Regions from separate parts of the Mus musculus genome. Here all the other regions are linked to region 1. Evidence: chromatin contacts called from public HiChIP or PLAC-seq and promoter capture Hi-C data. All regions are on one chromosome and are shown on one strand. The core of a region is the stretch at or near the end of the contact, and the rest is flanking DNA. Distances in the headings are between cores, read along the strand shown. Region 1 holds the start of Magi3 (membrane associated guanylate kinase, WW and PDZ domain containing 3). Region 2 holds the start of Ptpn22 (protein tyrosine phosphatase, non-receptor type 22 (lymphoid)). Region 3 overlaps Lrig2 (leucine-rich repeats and immunoglobulin-like domains 2).

Evidence for each region. Promoter capture Hi-C pulls out the DNA fragments that hold promoters and counts their contacts. HiChIP or PLAC-seq counts read pairs in DNA pulled down with a chosen protein or histone mark.
Region 2: a contact with region 1 is called in a promoter capture Hi-C map of pre-B cells, with 2.6 times the contacts expected there. The contact joins the promoter of Ptpn22 here to the promoter of Magi3 in region 1. A contact is called at or near these places in 3 of 39 promoter capture datasets (the C10 cell line, liver and pre-B cells), 4 of 484 Hi-C or Micro-C datasets (the Ba/F3 cell line, LSK cells, Th1 cells and 1 more), 2 of 115 datasets of contacts at active chromatin or transcription factors (memory CD8 T cells and pancreatic cancer cells) and 1 of 9 other capture datasets (liver).
Region 3: a contact with region 1 is called in an H3K27ac HiChIP or PLAC-seq map of embryonic stem cells, with 6 read pairs. The contact joins the enhancer-like site here to the promoter of Magi3 in region 1. A contact is called at or near these places in 6 of 39 promoter capture datasets (the 3T3-L1 cell line, the SN4741 cell line, cranial neural crest and 3 more), 5 of 484 Hi-C or Micro-C datasets (CD4 T cells, CD8 T cells, embryonic stem cells and 2 more), 6 of 115 datasets of contacts at active chromatin or transcription factors (embryonic stem cells, forebrain, large pre-B cells and 1 more) and 2 of 9 other capture datasets (adipose tissue and pancreatic islet).

What each region holds. Positions count from the first base shown.
Region 1 is chr3:104,218,841-104,221,924 of GRCm38.p6, reverse strand. It overlaps Magi3 (membrane associated guanylate kinase, WW and PDZ domain containing 3), which reads left to right and starts at 1,519. Exons shown (of 21, transcript NM_001159354.1): 1 at 1,519-2,280. The coding sequence starts at 1,959.
Region 2 is chr3:103,858,812-103,861,895 of GRCm38.p6, reverse strand. Ptpn22 (protein tyrosine phosphatase, non-receptor type 22 (lymphoid)) reads right to left here and starts at 1,619. Exons shown (of 21, transcript NM_008979.2): 1 at 1,406-1,619. The coding sequence starts at 1,492.
Region 3 is chr3:104,494,545-104,497,628 of GRCm38.p6, reverse strand. It overlaps Lrig2 (leucine-rich repeats and immunoglobulin-like domains 2), which reads left to right. Exons shown (of 18, transcript NM_001025067.2): 2 at 75-140; 3 at 2,924-2,998. Among named protein-coding and RNA genes, the nearest start is that of Lrig2, 16 kb to the left of the region's middle. Within about 2 kb of position 1,533, at least 12 of the 459 cell types and tissues checked have an H3K27ac peak or open chromatin away from gene starts, as enhancers often do. A contact at or near this core is called in embryonic stem cells, where this site is marked.

The sequences.
Region 1 (3,084 bases), core at 270-2,769:
CCCATCATAAGTGTGAAGGCCATCTGGCTTCCAATCCACTTGGCCAGAGGGAGCCTCAGCAGGATGGAGGGTGGTATTAAAGAAATGTAGTTTCTCTCTTGGGTGACTGCTCAGCAGACAATCAAGGACTGAAGGTTACAGTCTGGCAATCTCTCCATCAGGGTGTAGATAAAGGTCCTGTCTCTGCCTGGCAGGTCCCAAGCCTGCAGCTCCAGGGCTCCACTTCCCTTATTGTTTCTTGAGTCCAGCCCACATTTAGTGTTTTTATTTCCCCAGTTCAATGGTGTGAAGGAAATCACTGTAGCTGTCTGAAGCTTGATCTAGTTTGTAGAGCTCCTCGGAGTTTAAAATAAGGGCTATCATTAAAGGGAGTCAGAAGACATGCCCTGTCACAAAAGTGAGACAAGTGCCCCAGTTCAGAGAAAACACTTTCCAAGAAATACTGGACGACTATTTGGATGAGGTGAAACATTTACGAACAGAGGGCATTCCAAAGACGAGAAAGCACGCGTTCAATGAAGGAAGAAAAAAAGCTTAAGTGTTTCTGAAAAATTAGAGCTGGGAGAGATCTGAGGTCTCCCTTGTTCTGAGTCACTTCTTCCACCTTCTTACAAACAAGCAGACGCGAAGCAGAGATCTGGTCAAGGTCAAGCCACCAGTGTCAGGACTTAGCTCCGCAGGCACCAGGTTGTTTTTTAATCCATCTCCTTCCCGCTTTCCTCAAATGATCTTCTAGTCAGTCTCTCTCGCTAAGCTGCAGTCTCCTCGAGAGCAGGATCACTGTTTTCTTCATTCTTGGAGTTCAGTAGCTAGTGTAATTAATGATCTTCACTCTCAGCTTGTTTCCGACAGGCTGTCTAACTTGCCCGAGATCACACAGCATTCGAGCACTGGACTGTATTTTACCCTCAATTAACAGGATTTCGCCAATGGATCATTTAAGAACATTCATTGAACGAATTAACAAATTCAAACCCGTAGAATCCGTTTCAGCCTTAACAGGCCCATTTAGTGGCTCCACCGTTCGGAGTAGCTGGGCACTGGACTCCCAGGATCCAGGCAAAGCACTCCCAGGATCGCCTTCGGGCTCCAGCTCCGAGGCCCCGCCCCCTGCCCAGCTGGGCACGCCCCACCTTGGGGACCAGGGTCCTTTCAGTGTTTGAGTTTCCCTTGGCTCCAGCCCCTGGCTGGAGGGCCTCTCCCCTCTAGGCGACCTGTGCCCGCTCCCAGACCAACCCTCTCTTTTCCCTCCCCCTTCTCCCTCCCTCACACTCTAAACTTCTTTTTTCCTCCCTCTCTAAACTTCAGTCATTCTAGTGCCCGCCTCCTCTACTTAGACCACCCAATCAGAAATCAGCATGCCCGCCGAGGGCCGCCCCCAGCTGCCAGAACCCAATCCACGGTGCGGAGCCGAGAACTGGGCGGGTCCTCCGGAGCAGAGCTGGTGACGGCAACGCGCCGGGCGCTGCGCTGCGGGAGGGGGCGGGGCCGGGCCGGCGAGGGCGGGGGAGGGGCCGAGCGGGGAGGAGGTTGCGGCGGGTTTGAAAGCGCCAGTTTCCTGGCAGCTGGGGCAGGCGTTGGTCTCGGCGCTCCGGCTCCGCAGCAGCCGCGCTCCAGCGAGCGACTAAGCTCGGTGCGCGCGTACCGATACGAGCCTCGGTTCCAGCCGCTCCCTCAGCTCCCGCCCCTTTGCCTCAGCCTTTCCCGCCGCGCGGGCGCCGAGTCCCGGCCGTCGGCGCTGACCCCGCCCGGAGACCCCGCCGGCGCCGCCCGCGGGGCGCGCGCTCCCTCCGGCTCTCCTCAGCGGCCCGCGAGAGGGGCGGCTCGCGGCGGCGCGCGGCCGGCGGGCTGAGGCGGGGGGTCGACGGCGGCGCCCCTCTGGCCGGGCTGTGCGCGGGGCCCGGAGCGGCACCGCGGCCGCCCGCGCGGGGGCTCCCCATGGTGCAGCGGAGGTCGGGATGTCGAAGACGTTGAAGAAGAAGAAGCACTGGCTCAGCAAGGTGCAGGAGTGTGCGGTATCCTGGGCCGGGCCCCCGGGCGACTTGGGCGCCGAGATCCGCGGCGGCGCCGAGCGCGGCGAGTTCCCTTACCTGGGGCGGCTCCGCGACGAGGCTGGCGGCGGCGGAGGCACCTGCTGCGTGGTCTCGGGCAAGGCGCCCAGTCCGGGCGATGTGCTGTTGGAGGTGAACGGGACGCCGGTCAGTGGGCTCACCAACCGGGACACTCTGGCTGTCATCCGCCACTTCCGCGAGCCCATCCGTCTGAAGACGGTGAAGCCAGGTGTGTGGTCGCCTTGGGGACCCGGGTCCTGGTCCGACTCCCCGGGGAGGAGGGGGGAGGGGGCGGCGCCGGGGTTTCCCATTTTGCGGCTAGTAAAACTGAGCTCGGGTGAACCGACAGCTGTGTAGGCTGTCAGGGAATTGGCACTAGGAGCTGGCTTTCCTAATCCAGCTCGGTCTCCCACCGCATCAAGAGTTTTTATTTTTATTTTTATTTGCCTAGAGAAGAGCCATCTCTTTTCTTCTCCCCTTTGTGGAAACAGTCCTATGATGATAATCTTTTCTTTGGAACGTATTTGCGTCTTCTAACGGGGAGAAAGGGCTTTACTATGGAGACTCGGCGCCGGATCGAGGGCCGAGGTTACCACTGAAAGCTCCTGGGAGGGCTCAGCTGGCCCAGTGCGTCGTGCACGACCGCAGACGTCTGGGAGCTGACAGTCCCACTCTGTGGGTCTAGGTGGCTCAGGTGTCTGAGTCCCAGTGAGGTACAGTGTGTGGTATGAGGCAGTGGAGCTGTTGTGTCGTCTGGATTTGGAAGGAGGACCCAGGTGCCCAGCCGAGCAAATGCCTTTGTAAAGCTTTCAAATCTACAGTATTTGTTGAAGCGCAGGGTAAAAAAAAGAACCCCTTGGTGCCCTGGTGTCTTTGATGCTCGTAAAATGTGCTGCAAAGCATGTTACGCTTATGGCATACTCCCTAGCTGGAAAGCATTGATCAGACTGCGCAGTCTGGTCTGGTAGTATGTAGTAAGTTTTCTTACGAATTTGTAAGAGAAAACACTGTTGGACCTTTCGGTATTGGTAAA
Region 2 (3,084 bases), core at 370-2,869, 360 kb after region 1:
GTTCAGTGAAAACATCATGGATAGTTTTCTCTTCTAATATCTGGTGCCAGAACGCTAGTTCTGGAAGGCAAAGACATTTTGTTTACTATTGTATCTTAGTGTGAAGAAACAAAGTTGGTACATAGTAAGTGCTCCTAAATGATCCCTTTTCTGAGACACGGTCCCTCTCAGTCGCCTGGGCGAGCCTTGAACTCAAGATTTAACCCACCTCAGCCTTCCAAGTAACTGGGTCTCTGGGTGCCTCCAAAACACCTTGTTCTCATTTAATTATTATAATTAATGATATAATCATCACAATAATCCAAAATGAGATAGATAGGACATAAATTATTATCCTCATTTTTTTAACCTAGAAAACAAAGAGTTAGGGTGATTTGGGAACACGTTAAATATTTGATAATTTGAATGATGACCATGTCGATGTTCTTTATTTTTCTCAATTCAAAGCTGAAGGGCTAAGGCTTAACATTCTTACAGTTCTGAAATACCAATTAGAAGCTTTTAGAACACAGCAGGTTGGTGTGGTCGTACATGCCTTTGATCCCAGTGAGGCAGAGGCAGGAGGATCTTTTAAGTTCAAGGCCAAACCTGATCTACATAGTGAGCTCTAGGCCAGACAGAGCTACATACTGATACAAACAAACAAACAAACAAACAAACACTAAGCAAAAACCAAAAGCATGACAGGTGTGTCAAATACCATGTTATCTGATGTGCCTGACAGGGATGGAAAATGGGCCGCCCAGCTTTTGTTACACTGTTAACTATGGCTCCCTCTAAGTGGATTTGAGTTCTGGATAATCAAGTCCACCTGCTCCCAGGCTACCTTGCTCTCCATGTCTCTCACGTGTCTCTACTCCCCACTCTCCCTAGCCCACTTCTCCAGACAATATAAGTTAAAGAAGCCCAGCTATTGTTAAAAAGGAAAATGCCTATTCTAATAATCAACTTGTTTTCAAAGGGATAGGAGAAAAAGTGGCAAAATGAGAGTTTTTGGTGTTTTTCAAACCCCTGTTATCCCAATGATAGCCTATAGGGAAGCTAAAAATAACACGTAACATGAAAAGCTACTCTTATTAGTAATCTGAAGCATATGTCACAATGCAAATGCTTTCTGCAGATGTTCAGAAAGCATTAATATCCATACACCTGTCTATACCTTCTGTAGGACCATTAAGCTCAAAAGAACAAGCAAACCCAACATTAAAACCAGCCTACCTGGAGAAAACCCTGAGCACAGACACAACAAAGCCCAGAGAGGTTATGTTCTTAGGTCGCCTTCCTCCCTTCCACTCCAAACTCCATGGTCGTGTTATCCCTACAGCAATTGCGTCTAGGCAAACTGGGCCACCACAGACTGCTACACAGTTTATCTAAGAACTCTTCAGAGCATTCCAGAACTCACCAGAAATTCACTGGCAAACTCCTCACTGTTGAGTTTCTTTTTCTGGGCTTCTTTCAGTAGTTGCTGCAGAATTTCTCTTTGGTCCATGCCGCAGAGCAAGAGTCTGTGAGTAGGTTAAGGGAGGGCATGTCAAATATGTGTCATGGCCAAGGCAGCACCAAGAAGCCACTGCTGCTGCAGGAGCACAGCGTGCTGGAGGCTGTGGTTTACTGACTTCATCACAAGCCCTAGAGGAAATTAGTACAAAACTAGCTTCTGTGGTCACACAACAAAGCCATCATCTCCCTGCAGGGCCCTAGCGCCTTCCTTTCTCAACAAAGAAACTTGGCTACTGTTCAAATGTAACAAACAAGAGGCTAACCAGAACACAAACTGTGGTCTGCTTAGCTCAGAGACTGTTCCACGCTGTCAGTCTCAGACAGCACTCAGTTCTTCCATTCCCAGAAGAAAGGCAGAAAGTACAGCACTAACCTGTGAGTTCAGCTTTTCACATCCCAGTGAGCAGAAAGGCCTGGGTGACGCCCACCTATGCCCTGCTGCAGGAGAGGAGACAAACACTGGAGTTACCTATCTCCGACCCGGACCATTATCCCCAAAGTCTCCTATAGATATGATCATGGCAGACCTCTGCTCATCAAGCGGGCATTTTGTTTCAGAATTTGTCAAGCTTCCATTATAAACCTCACGTTTTTCTTTTAGAGGAAGCAAAGTCCACTGCTTCTGATGGTCCATCTCACCCGTGACTGGGGAAGTACTGGCCCTCATTAAGGGAAGTGTTGGTCTCTGTACTTCTTCAGACCTCCAGTAGCTTTGCAAACACTGAGAGTACAGCTCTACACAGGATGGGAAGCACCGGGGAGGCAGTTAGCACAATATCCCCAGAACGCACTGCTAGCAAACAGCGAAAGGACAAAACGGAACTAAAGCTAAAATATTGCTTGCTGAGAACCATACAGATTCTATCTAGGTCAGCCTGTCTGGAGAGAATTGAGGAGAGGTGGTGCAGTCCCAGCTCCTCAGGACTGTCCCCAGCTGCAAGATCACTTGAGTCTCAGAGTTTGAGACACCTGAGAAACAAAGTGAGCGCTCTCTCTCTCTCTCTCTCTCTCTCTCTCAGAAGGGGAGGGAGGAAGAATGAAAGAGGCTGAAGAATTCATGAAGACATGTTGACATTTTGATCCTACAGAGCCTATCTCAGAAAAGATCGCGTTTCAGGGAGCCGTCCACATCTGTGGTATCAGTGCCTTAACAAGGCAGGTTATTCCAGAGAATGCTTCCACATCTCCGTTTGCATAAATCCTCTCTTCGATGGGCACAAATCCACTCAAGATCTAATTCAGTGTGAAAACCCTTGCAAATGAGGAAGTTCAGTAAACAGAATGTTACAAAATTAGTTTCAAGTTAAAAAAAAAAACTGGGAAAGGTGTAGTTTGGACTTCCTCTATTAAGATATTAGCAACCCTTTCTGGTTTTACACTATTCAAACTCCCTTCAGAAAATCATGATTTTGAACACAAAACACGCTGCACCCTCTTCATTGAACCCTTGGCAGGCAATTTGAAGTTAGTATTTCACATAAAGAATTTCAAATGTAGTTCACACAAATTAAAATGAACCATAATTCTTCAGCAATATTTCCTGAGACTAAAACAAATCTCTGAGATTATCCTTGTCTAGCA
Region 3 (3,084 bases), core at 284-2,783, 280 kb before region 1:
AGCCCCTGTTCTGTTTGGTTTTTCTCTGAGGTCTAGCTTCCACCACTAAGCTCAGTATATCTGTCTTCTTTCAGGGATTTGAGTCATAACCGGTTGTCTAACTGGAACAACACCTTGGAATCACAAACATTACAAGAAGTGTAAGTTATTTTTATTCATTCAATATTAAAGTCTTTAAAGTAACCTAATTATGAATTTGAATATTTTTGGTGTGTATTTGTGTGTCTGTGTGTGTACCTGTGCACTGTAAGTTCTTGTGGAGTCCAGAGATTAACATTTAGTATCTTTGTGAGTTGCTTGTCTGCTTTACTTATTTAAAATAATGCTTTTATTTCTTTTGTGAATTTCATATATTTTGATCATATTCTTTCTCTTCCTCCAACTCCTCCCAGATCCTCACATACTTCCCTATATTGCCAACTTCACATTCTCTCTCTTTTTTGTCTTTGTTTTTTTGAAAAAGGGTTTCACTGTGTAGCCATTGCTGGACAGGAACTCACTTTGTGGATCAGGCTGGCCTCAAACTCACAAAAATCTACCTACCTCTGCCACCACATCCAGCACTCTTTCTTTCTCTTAAAAAACAAAAACAAGGGGCTGGAGAGATGATGGCTCAGGGGTTATGAGCGTTGACTGCTCTTCCAAAGGACCAGGGTTCAAGTCCCAGCACCCATATGGCTGCTCACTGCTGTCTCCAAGATCTGACACTTTCACACAGATATACAGGCAAACAAAACTCCAGTGCATATAAAATAAAATTAGATAAAATAGAAAAGAACAAAAACTAAACAAGCAAGCAAGCAAACAAGGAGTCTAATTTGTGTTGGCTATCTCTTCCTGAGCATGGAGCCTTCCCTGGCGTATGGTTGATAGACTCAGTATCACTCCACTGAAGAAAACAGATTTCCTCTCCTAGCAGTTAACCAATTGCAAATAGCTTTTTGTCTTGAAGTGGGACTTTGTGCCCACTTCCCCTTGGGGTTTTGTCTGGCTTGAGCTTGTGCAGGTCTTGTGCTTGCTGTCACAGTCTCTGAGTTCGTATGTGCATTTGCCCTGTTGTGTTGAGAAGACAGCTGTTTCCTTGAAGTTACCCATTACTTCTGGTTCTTAGGATCTTTCTGCCTCCTCTTTTTCATAGACCTCTGAACCTTGATGGGAGAGGTTTGGTATAGATTTTGCATTTAGGGCTGAACATTCCAAAGTTCTTTCTTTCTGCACATTGATTAGTTAATTACCATTTACTTCAAGAAGCTTCTCTGTGGGGCGTGGTATCGAATGCCTTTAATTCCAGCACTCGGGAGGGGCCAGCCTGGTCTACCAAGTGAATTCCAGACAGCCAGGGCTATACAGAGAAACCCTGTCTTGAAAAACAAACAAACAAACCAAACCAAAACAAAACAACAACAACAACCAACGAAACCAACAAACAGCTTCTCTGATGAGGGTTGAGAGAGACACTGATGTATGTGTATAGCAATATGTCATTAGGAGTTGTTTCATTGATATGCTTATTTAGCAGAATAATAGTAGTGGATTTCCCCTTAGGGCCTATGACCTAGCTTCTTGGCCTCTTCTACCTTATTTTTTGAAGCATCATCTTTGAAATCTGTACTACATAGACTGGTCATTGGTCATCAGGGATCCATGTAGCTCCACTTTCCCACCTCAGTACTGGGTGTACAGATGTGTGCTGCTCTGTTCAGCTTTATATTGGTTTTAGGGATCCAAACTCCGGTCCTCATGTTTGTACAGCAAGAGCTTTACTGCCTGGGCCATTTCTCCAATATGAATTTGGGAATTTTTAATCTAGAGTTGCTGTGAAAAAAATTGAAGGAATTGAAGGCTGGAGATATGGCTTTGTGGTAAAGAGCACTTGATGCTCTTTCAGAGGACATGAATTCCATACCCAGCAACCATGCGAGGCAGCTCATAACTACCCTACTATCCTACTACTGAGCTACACCTCTATCCCACCCTTTAAAAATTTTCTAAAATTAAAACATAGTTGCATCACTTCTTCAGACCCCCTTTAAAAAACTTTTTATTATTTTATGTGTATGGGTAGTTTGCCTGCATGCATGTCTGTGCATCACATGCATGCAGGATTCACAGGAAGTCAGATACCATGGAACTGCAGTTAGAGACAGTTGTGAGTTGCTGTATGGATTCTGGGAATCAAACCTGAGTCTTCTGGAAGAGCACCCAGTACTTTTAACCATGGAACTCTCTCTTCAGTCCCTCAGTATCTTGCTAAATAGCTTAGATTGGTTTAGACCATACTGTGTAGGACAGGCTGGCCAGTGGACCTGTGCATCCTCTTACATGCGTCAAAGGACAGGGGTTACTGGCACGTGTTATCATATCTGGCACAAGCCTTTGTAATACTGATTTTTCTTTTTCTTTTTTGTTGCTGTTGATTTGTTTTTGTTTTTTGTTTTTGTGACAGACTTTCTGTTATATACTTCAGACTGATTTTGAACTTACATTCTCCTTCCTTTCCCTCTGAAGTAATGGGATTACAGATATGCTAGAACTACATCCAGTATGTAATGCTGACTTTAATGGTAGATCATTACTATGAAGCAGCACATTAAAATTGCTAATTTCTTAGAGCTGGAGAGGTAGCTCAGCTTAAGCACACATACTGCTCTTGTAGAGGACCTGAGTTTGGTTTCCAACACACACATTGGGTGGCTGCCACCTTAACTCAAGCTTCAGGGGGTTCAATGCCACTGGTTTCTGAAGGCACTGCACTTAAATGTACACTTAAAGTCCTAAAAATATCGAATTTCTCAAAGTTATATATACTTAGTCTCAGTCATAGGCCCTTTCAAATTTGGATATATTAAGATATTAGCCAAAACCAGAATTGAAGAGGTAATTTCCATTATTAACCTTTAAAACTTTTTTCTCTTTTGCTTAGGAAAATGAATTACAATGAGCTAACAGAGATACCATATTTTGGAGAACCAACACCTAATATTACTCTACTTTCATTGTAAGTTAAGATTTCAAATTTCTTATTTAATTATGAGGTGTGTGTGTGTGTGTGTGTGTGTGTGTGTATACAAGTGCTTGGCTCTG